Regions from separate parts of the Anser cygnoides genome. Here region 2 is linked to region 1. Evidence: chromatin contacts called from public Hi-C data. All regions are on one chromosome and are shown on one strand. The core of a region is the stretch at or near the end of the contact, and the rest is flanking DNA. Distances in the headings are between cores, read along the strand shown.

What was found. A called contact is a pair of places that touch in the nucleus more often than the background predicts.
Region 2: a contact with region 1 is called in a Hi-C map of liver, with 1.4 times the contacts expected there. The contact joins the promoter of MRPL28 here to the promoter of RHBDF1 in region 1. A contact is called at or near these places in 2 of 7 Hi-C or Micro-C datasets (both in liver).

Annotation. Positions count from the first base shown.
Region 1 is chr15:11,167,377-11,171,208 of Taihu_goose_T2T_genome, forward strand. RHBDF1 (rhomboid 5 homolog 1) reads right to left here and starts at 1,624. Exons shown (of 19, transcript XM_066977497.1): 1 at 1,356-1,624. LOC136786429 (a long non-coding RNA gene) reads left to right here and starts at 1,706. Exons shown (of 2, transcript XR_010825059.1): 1 at 1,706-2,527; 2 at 2,631-2,827.
Region 2 is chr15:11,306,810-11,310,659 of Taihu_goose_T2T_genome, forward strand. It overlaps MRPL28 (mitochondrial ribosomal protein L28), which reads left to right and starts at 1,728. Exons shown (of 5, transcript XM_066977527.1): 1 at 1,728-2,052; 2 at 2,156-2,308; 3 at 2,541-2,675; 4 at 3,299-3,385. The coding sequence starts at 1,762.

The sequences.
Region 1 (3,832 bases), core at 374-2,873:
CCCTCTTGCAAACACTGCATGGCTGAGATAGAAGAGCTGGAAAGCAAGGTAATTCCACGCACTGGAGTGCAGACCCAGTTCTCCCAAGGCTCTACTCCCCAGCTTGTCCCAACTGGGCCCTTTTTACCCCACTTACGGCACAAGGGGAGCTACTTGTCTTTGAATCAGCGTTACTGCCGTTAAAACATCGTGCGCCTTCTTCATCCCACGCTTCATTCAGAAGTGCCTTCAGTTCCCTTCCTTCAGTGTTTGCTGCCTTGTCCCTTCCCATTAAGTATAGCTTTCTTCCCAGAGGAAATCAGCAGCCATAGGGACAAAAACAGGAAGAAAAGAAACAACTTCCTGCTTGCTCCCAGACCCCGGCATCCCTGACCAACGCTGCACGCTCCACCGCGAGGCCAACCTGCAAGAGAACTGGCAGCCAGAACCAAGCGCTGCACGAGGAACACTCCGAGGCCAGGCAGAAGTCGTTTGTGCTGCCGCTCACCTCTCACATCGCGGGAAAGAAAAGCACAAGCCAAAATACACGCAAGGGGCCCTCCAGTGCAACAGCAGCAGCTACGCGTGTGTGTGCGCTACAAGGGGGGAAAGGACCGGTCACTTTCTTAGAAGCCCAAAAGGATGCAGCACTGAGAGCGCAATCCTGCAGAAGTTTTCACAGAACTATGGAATATCTGAATTTTCGCCAGATTTGCCTTGGGCTGCTGCAATTCCCCCACATCAGGCCAGCAGTGCGTAGTGTGAAAAGTCAGCTCAGGGACTGGATCCAGAGGAAGACTAACCTTTACCTCCAAAGATTATGATCCCCTATCAGCTCACAAGGTGGCTGCCAAACTGCCAGCGTAAGGGGACAAACGGGTGGCAACGCGTGGCGAGGGACAGCTGGAAGGGCCCGGGGCTCCTGCGTGGCCCTGGGTCAGCTCTAAGCCGGCCACGAACCCGCACCCTCACCTCCAGCCGAAACCTCCGGGGTCACCGGGGGTCCCGACGCCACCCCTCCGAGGCAGGACCCGGCCCCGCCTTCGCTGCTGCTGGAGACCGGGCCGGCCCCACGCCGGCCCCACGGGCTGGGACCTGTCACCCACCTGCGGCACCGGGACGAGGCGGCTGCCCCGCCACCCGGCCCTCCGCAGCCTCCCCCCGGCCGGCCGCCCCGCTCGGTGCCCGGGGCTGCCCGGCGGGCCCGTGCCGCCAGCAGGGGGCTGCCGAGCCGCGGCGGAGGCGGCGGGGCCGCGGTGCGGGACGGAGCCCGCAACTCACGTGCGCGCCGGGGCAGCGGGGTTCCCTCCTCCCCCCCCCCCGACCCTTCGTTCTCCCCACCCGCACCCGCACGCCGGCCCCCGCCCCGCACTCACCGGGCAGGCGGGGACGAGCGCAGCGGCGGGGCGCTCAGCACCGAGCCGCCGGACTCCGGGCCGCCCCGCTGCGGGCTTAAGGGGCCGCCGCCGCCGCCGCCGCCGCCGAGCTCGGCCCGGGCAGGGCGCGGAGACTCCTCCCCCGTGCCAGGGGCCGGCCGGCCGGGCACGCCATTCACAGCCGCGGCATGCAAATGGCCGCTGGGCTCCGCGCCGGCTTCGGCGGCGAACGCCCCGCCGGGGAGCTGCGAGCGCCCGGGGCCGCGGGGCTCATCCCGCCGCGCCGCCGCCTGAGTCACGGCGCAGGAATGCGCCGCGCCGGGCGGAAGCGGCCGGCCCCGGGCCCCCGCCCCGGGCCTCCCCCTTCGCCGGTGAAGGCTGAGCCTGGAGCGGCCCGGCGGGGCTCCCGGGGGGTCGGGGCTCTCCGTCCCCTCCCCGGCCGCGCGGGGACGGGGACGGGGTTGCCGGGGAAAGGCAGTCCCGTTAGCGCCGAGCCTTCGGCGTGCTCCTGAGTCGCTCCCCCGGAGCGCCCGGCTCCGCCAGCAGCCCCGCCGGGGGCGCCTGGAGAGCCCCGAAGCTGGGAGCTCGGTGTCTCCCCCCCCCCCAGTACCCCCAATATTCCTGTGTTTCCCATCCGGTTCTTCACAGCTTCTCCGGGCACATGGTTAGGGTATCAACCCTTCCTAAGCTCGCTCTTTCCTCCCGGCCTCAACGTTTCCCCCTTCTGGATGGCGTACACCCATCTCCCTTGCTCAGTAGTCCTCGCCTTTGTCCTGGGACCGCTGCCCAAACTTTCTCCATCTGGCTCTGTGGTCAGCATGTATTGCTCGTGCAGAGGTTCACGAAAGCCCCAGCGGACGCTTCAGTAGGGCCTGCATCATGCACATCCATCTTCGGCTGGACCCAAACCTGCAGCTGCGTACTTTTTACATTTTAGCAATAACCGGGGGCGGGGGGGAGTATTCCTTGCCATCTTGCCGCACCTCCGAGGCCGACCTGCACATGACGGCGTTGGAGAGGAGTGGGGTGGCTGCCGGTGCTGCGTGTGAAGGGGGAGCTCATCGCCACCACCCTGCCCGTGCCCGCGTGCAGCAGCGACAGCCACGCTTCGAAGGCAGCCCCCAGAGCCCTGCTGACTTCAGCGCGTCTCCTCAGCTGGTGAGCGTATCCAGGTCAGCCCCAGCTGGTCCTCGGCAAGGTGGAGACCAAATTGCATGCGTAACCCTGCTTGTCCGCAAAGCCCCATGAAGCTTAACAGACACAAATTATTTTCAGATGTTCCTACCACATAAACAAGGGAAAGAAGTGTCCAGTAACATGAGAGAGAAGGGATGAACTTGCAGGCCCTTCAGCACCTCCCAGAAGGAACGCACCGGAGCCAGCGTGATTCTGACCCACCCCTGCTCTTTCTTAGCCTCCTTCCAACAGCATGTGCATTTTGCAAGAAAAATAAAGTTCTTACACTGAAACGTGATTTATTGCTCCCACAGACAGCACTCCTCACTCCATCCCACATGCTCAGTGTCCCTCCGGGCCTGCGGGGTGGGATTCCCTTAGGCAACTGCAGGCATCTGCGCTTATTCGGGTAGACTCTACCCTCTTGGTCAAGAATACGCTCTCCTTGCTCCCATTGCCAGCCAGGGTGTTCCTCTTTCAGTGCACTGAGTCGTATCAGCCTAAAATACATTGATAAAAAGTGACTTAATGCCAGCATCTGACAGCAATGTCCAGCCTGTGATCACGACATGAGACATGTCCATAGGATGTGCAGGCACTGGCACAGGCTCCCCAGGGCAGCGGTCATGGCACCGAGCCTGCTGGAGCTTGAGAAGTGTTTGGACAATGCTCTTAGATACATGGTTTGTTTTTTGGGTGGTCCTGTGTGGATCCAAGGGTTGGACTGGGTCCTTGTGGGATATTCCATGATTCTATGATAGGAGCCCTGCTTGGGGGGGGGGGGGGGGGGGAGAGAAGTAGTCCTTGCGAGACACCAGGCAGAGGACTCAGATGGTGAAGGAGGTATTTCCATCTCTACTCGCTGAATGTTGCTCCCCAGGAAGGCCTTAGGAAATTCCCCTCCAAAGCTGGCATCTGTTCGCAGGGGGGGTTGGCCCCAAGCTGCAGTCCTGTTCTCCATCCCTCTCCAGCTGGTGACCAACCAGCAACTACTAGGGTGGGTTCCTCTGTGTTTAGACTGGGATACCAGGTGTTTGCCTCCAGTGGTGTTTCACATGGGTGTCATCACTCAGGGTCAATGTGAGCCTAAGGCCGGTCGTACCCACCCTGACCAGAAGAGCTTCCCAGATGCAAACGCACTTCTCAGAGGACAAAAACCACTATCTGGGTCTTTGGTTTCACTATTTGGAAGAAAAAGAGTTCTCCTGAAAATAGAGGAGCCTCTGATCTTTTTCTGAAAAAGGAAATACTCAGCTCAGGTCTCACCTAGCAAAGGGGGAAAACTGAAGATTATTTGCCTC
Region 2 (3,850 bases), core at 478-2,977, 140 kb after region 1:
ATGACGTACTAGAGGCCACCCAGCTGGAAAGCAGCTTGGCAGAAAAGGTACTAAGAGTCCTGGTAGACACCAAGTAGAACAAGAGTCAGCACTGTGCCCTTGCTGCAAGACTAACGGTACCCTTGGCTGCATCAGGGAAAGTACTGCCAGCAGGTCAAGGGAGGTGATCCTTCCCCTCTGCCTAGGTCTGGTGAGGCCACACCTGGAGTGCTGTGTCCAGTTCTGGGCCCACCAGTACAAGAGAGACCTGGACGTACTGGGAGAAGTCAAATGTAGGGCCACAGGGATGATGAAGGGACTGGAGCACCTCTCCTGGGAGGAGAGGCTGCGAGAGCTGGGACTGCTCAGCCTGGAGAAGAAGAGGCTCAGGGGGATCTCACCGATGCCTACAAATCCCTGAAGGCAGGGTGCACAGAGGATGGAGCCAGGCCCTGCTCAGCAGTGCCCAGGGCCAGGCCCAGAGGCAGTGGGCACAAACTGGAGCACAGGAGGCTCCCTCTGAGCACCAGGAGGCACTTCTGTGCTGTGCGGGTGTCGGAGCCGCACAGGTTGCCCACAGAGGCTGTGGAGTCTCTTCCTTAGAGATCTCCAAAGCCACCTGGACACAGGCCTGGGCCCCCTACTCAGGGTGGCCCTGTGGGGATGGGGGGGAGCAGGTGGGCCCAGGGGGGCCTCTGGCCTCAGCCATGCTGTGAAATTGAAATTTTTCCTCAGTGCCAGCCTGCAGGGGCTCAAGGACACATCTCGCCCATCTCCTTCACCTTCTACCACTCATACAGGAAAAAAGGCGAGCAGGCAGCAGTGGCCCACACCCAACTGCAGGCTTATTCTCCTGTGTGTTCCTGCCCATCACCTGGGGCTGTCGGATGGCCCAGCCCCGTCCCTGCTCTCCCTCAGGGCACAAAGATGAGCTCTCCGTGTTGAGGAGGTCTCAGCCACTCGCCCTGTCCCTGCACTTTGTTTCACAGCTTTCGTCCGGGGGCCAGGACGCCAGCAGAATGGCTCTCACCCTCAGTTTTATCCCTTGGGGGTGGAGGGCTTAGTGCGCTCCACACTTCTTCCCAATTTTACTGCTTTTAGGCACTTTTTGCCCTCTCAGCGTGTTGTGGGCTGAGCACATGGGTGGGCAGCAGCCGCACCTTCACAGCCGTGGCCTCCACGCCTTGCTGCCGTGCTAGCCAGGGTGCTGCCTCGACTTGTTAAAGCAATAATTCCTCATCGGGCCTTTTCCTTTATGGCTTTCAATGCTGTGAAGCTTCAGGTGAAGAAACGCCTGAAACTCCGTTGTTGTTGTCCGATCGCTGAAGTTCTGCCCTCGCTCCCCCGTGTCGCTTTGGGTCATGACGCAGAACTGTGCTGTGGGCCTGGGGGAAGGGCTTTTTGTTAGTTATTAATTATTAATTTTTATTATTGTAATTATTAATTTTTGTTAATTATTTCGGGTAAAATCCGAGGAAATCCCTGCGTCTGAATGAAACGGTTATTTGTTTTCCTTTGCTGTTCATACCCGTGATTATTTTATACGGCCGATTTTAAAGCTTCCGATTTTATAACTTAATAAACGGAGAGGTGTTTAATAAACGGATAATAAGCGGATTTCTGCGGTTTGTGCGGGGGGGGGGGGGGGGGGACTACGGGAGATGGAGGTGGGGGGGGAGCGCGAAGGCGGCCGCCGCGTGTCCCTTGCCGGCCGCCGTCTGGAGCCCGGCTCCGGCGGCCCAGGGGCGGCACCTCCCGCTTCCGTCAGGGGCCGGGGCGGCCATGCCGCTGCACCGCTTCTCTCCGCGGCTGTGGCCGGCCCTGCGGCTGCGGCAGGGGCTGTGCTCGCGGCTGCCCGCGCACTGCCTGCGGGCGCTGCAGGAGGACGAGCCGCCCGCCGCCCCCGTGCACTGGCGGCCGCAGGGGGCTCGCTACCGCCGCAACCCGCGCACCGGCGAGCGGGAGCGCCTGCAGGACGTGCCGGTGGCCCCCTTCCTGCCGCCCGCCGCGCACCGGGGGCTGTGGGGCGGCGAGGGCTGGGTCCGCGGCTTCCGCTACGCGCGCAACGACAAGGTGAGGCCGGCCTCCCCCCGCCCCGGCCCCCCGGGGCCCCCCGTCCCCCCGGGGCCCGCCTCGGCCGCGCCCCCCGGCCCTGACCGGCCCCGCCCGCGGGCAGCTCTCCACCCGGCTGCCCAAGGTGTGGAAGCCGCAGCTGTTCGAGCGGCGCCTCTACAGCGAGATCCTGGACGCCACGCTCACCGTCACCGTCACCATGCGCACGCTGGACCTCATCGACCAGGCCTACGGCTTCGACTTCTACATCCTCAAGGCAAGGCCTCGGCCCCGCGCCGCCGGCACCCTCCCGGCCGCAGCCGCGGGCGTTAAAATCGGAGCCGCCAGCGGGTCGGCGTCAGGGAACGCCCGGGGAGCGTCTTCCCCTTTTACGTGTGCCCTGTGCGGTGTCTGGGTACATCGCCAGGGTTGTCCGCGTGCTGGTAGGCTCGCGTCTTCTCCGCGTCGTCTGTCGGTGCGTGTTCACGTTGTTAGTTCTCTCTCGCCAGACCCCAAAAGCGGATCTGTGCTCGAAGCTGGGGATGGATTTGAAGCGAACGATGTTGCTGCGGCTCGCACGGAGAGATCCCAGACTGCATCCTGATGATCCAGCCAGAAGAGAGGCAATTTATAATAAGTACCAGGTGGGTACCCGACCTGCTGCTTCCGCTCTGGTGTCTGCAGCGGTGTTCGCTGGTGGTCTTGACTGATAACATCTTGTTCACCCCCTTGCAGTATTAGCTAGAATTCGTTCTCCTGTGTTCAGGGTGTGGGTATAGAAGATCTAAACATCATTTGCTAGGTTTCTCTCATCTCTCTGTGGCTGCTGCTTTCTGTATTCACCACTGAGGCAGACAAAGATCTGCGTTTCTGTTGTGAATCTACAACAAGCACCATAGAAGCTGGCACTACCAACAGCAGGGAGAATTTTTATTGACGCTGCAGTGAGGAGCCCTTATGGCCTGAGTGCGATTGTTTAATTTTGTGCAGCTGATGGTGGTTGCCATCCGTCGTCTGTGATCAGCCACAGAAGCGTTGGAAGGAGAGGCAGAGCAGCGTACACAGTGCTGTACGCTTTGAAAAAGGGAAAAGGAGAAAGGTGAAACAAGCTTTGTCAGAAATGAGATGAGCAAGGGAACAGGGCTTGAGGCTTGTCTGCAGTAATGTTCCTGCTGGAGTAAAGGTGTTTGTGTGAGTGGGGTGCAGAGGGGATTTGCATGTTCCTCACCTGGAGAGACTACACCACCTGTTCCTCCTTTTGTCACAGGAATTTGTGATTCCAGAAGAGGAGGCTGAATGGGTTGGCTTGAGTTTAGAAGAAGCAATAGAAAAACAGAGGCTCCTAGAAAAAAAGGTGAGTTTCTGAGGCGGTGCTGTCCTGCGAGCACAGAGGCATCTTAGCTGCATCATGCTGTGCATCCAGTTGATCTAAGTGTCCTGAGCACTCATCATCGATGGAAGTAGCGCTCCAAAACTCCTGAGAAGCCACTTGAGCCCGGTTAAATTTGGGTGCCCAAAGCATGGTGCTGGGCTAAAGTGCTTTGTAATACCAGATCCCCCCCTTGTCAGGGGAGAGATTTTTAGTAGGGGATGGCTCCTAACTCCTTCCTGATGCACAAACATCTTTCCCTTTGGCTGCCTTCTGTTACACCACTGGATGCAGGTTCAGGGCTCGCTCAGTTTTGTGGCAGCTCGCTTGTTAGAAACAATATGGAGGGGATGGGGTGTCACAGAGCTGCTGAGCCAAAAGGGCTCCCTGGGTGGCGCAGGGCACAGTGTCTGCTGGTGGCCTTTCCCCCAGACCTGTTTGCTCCTGTTG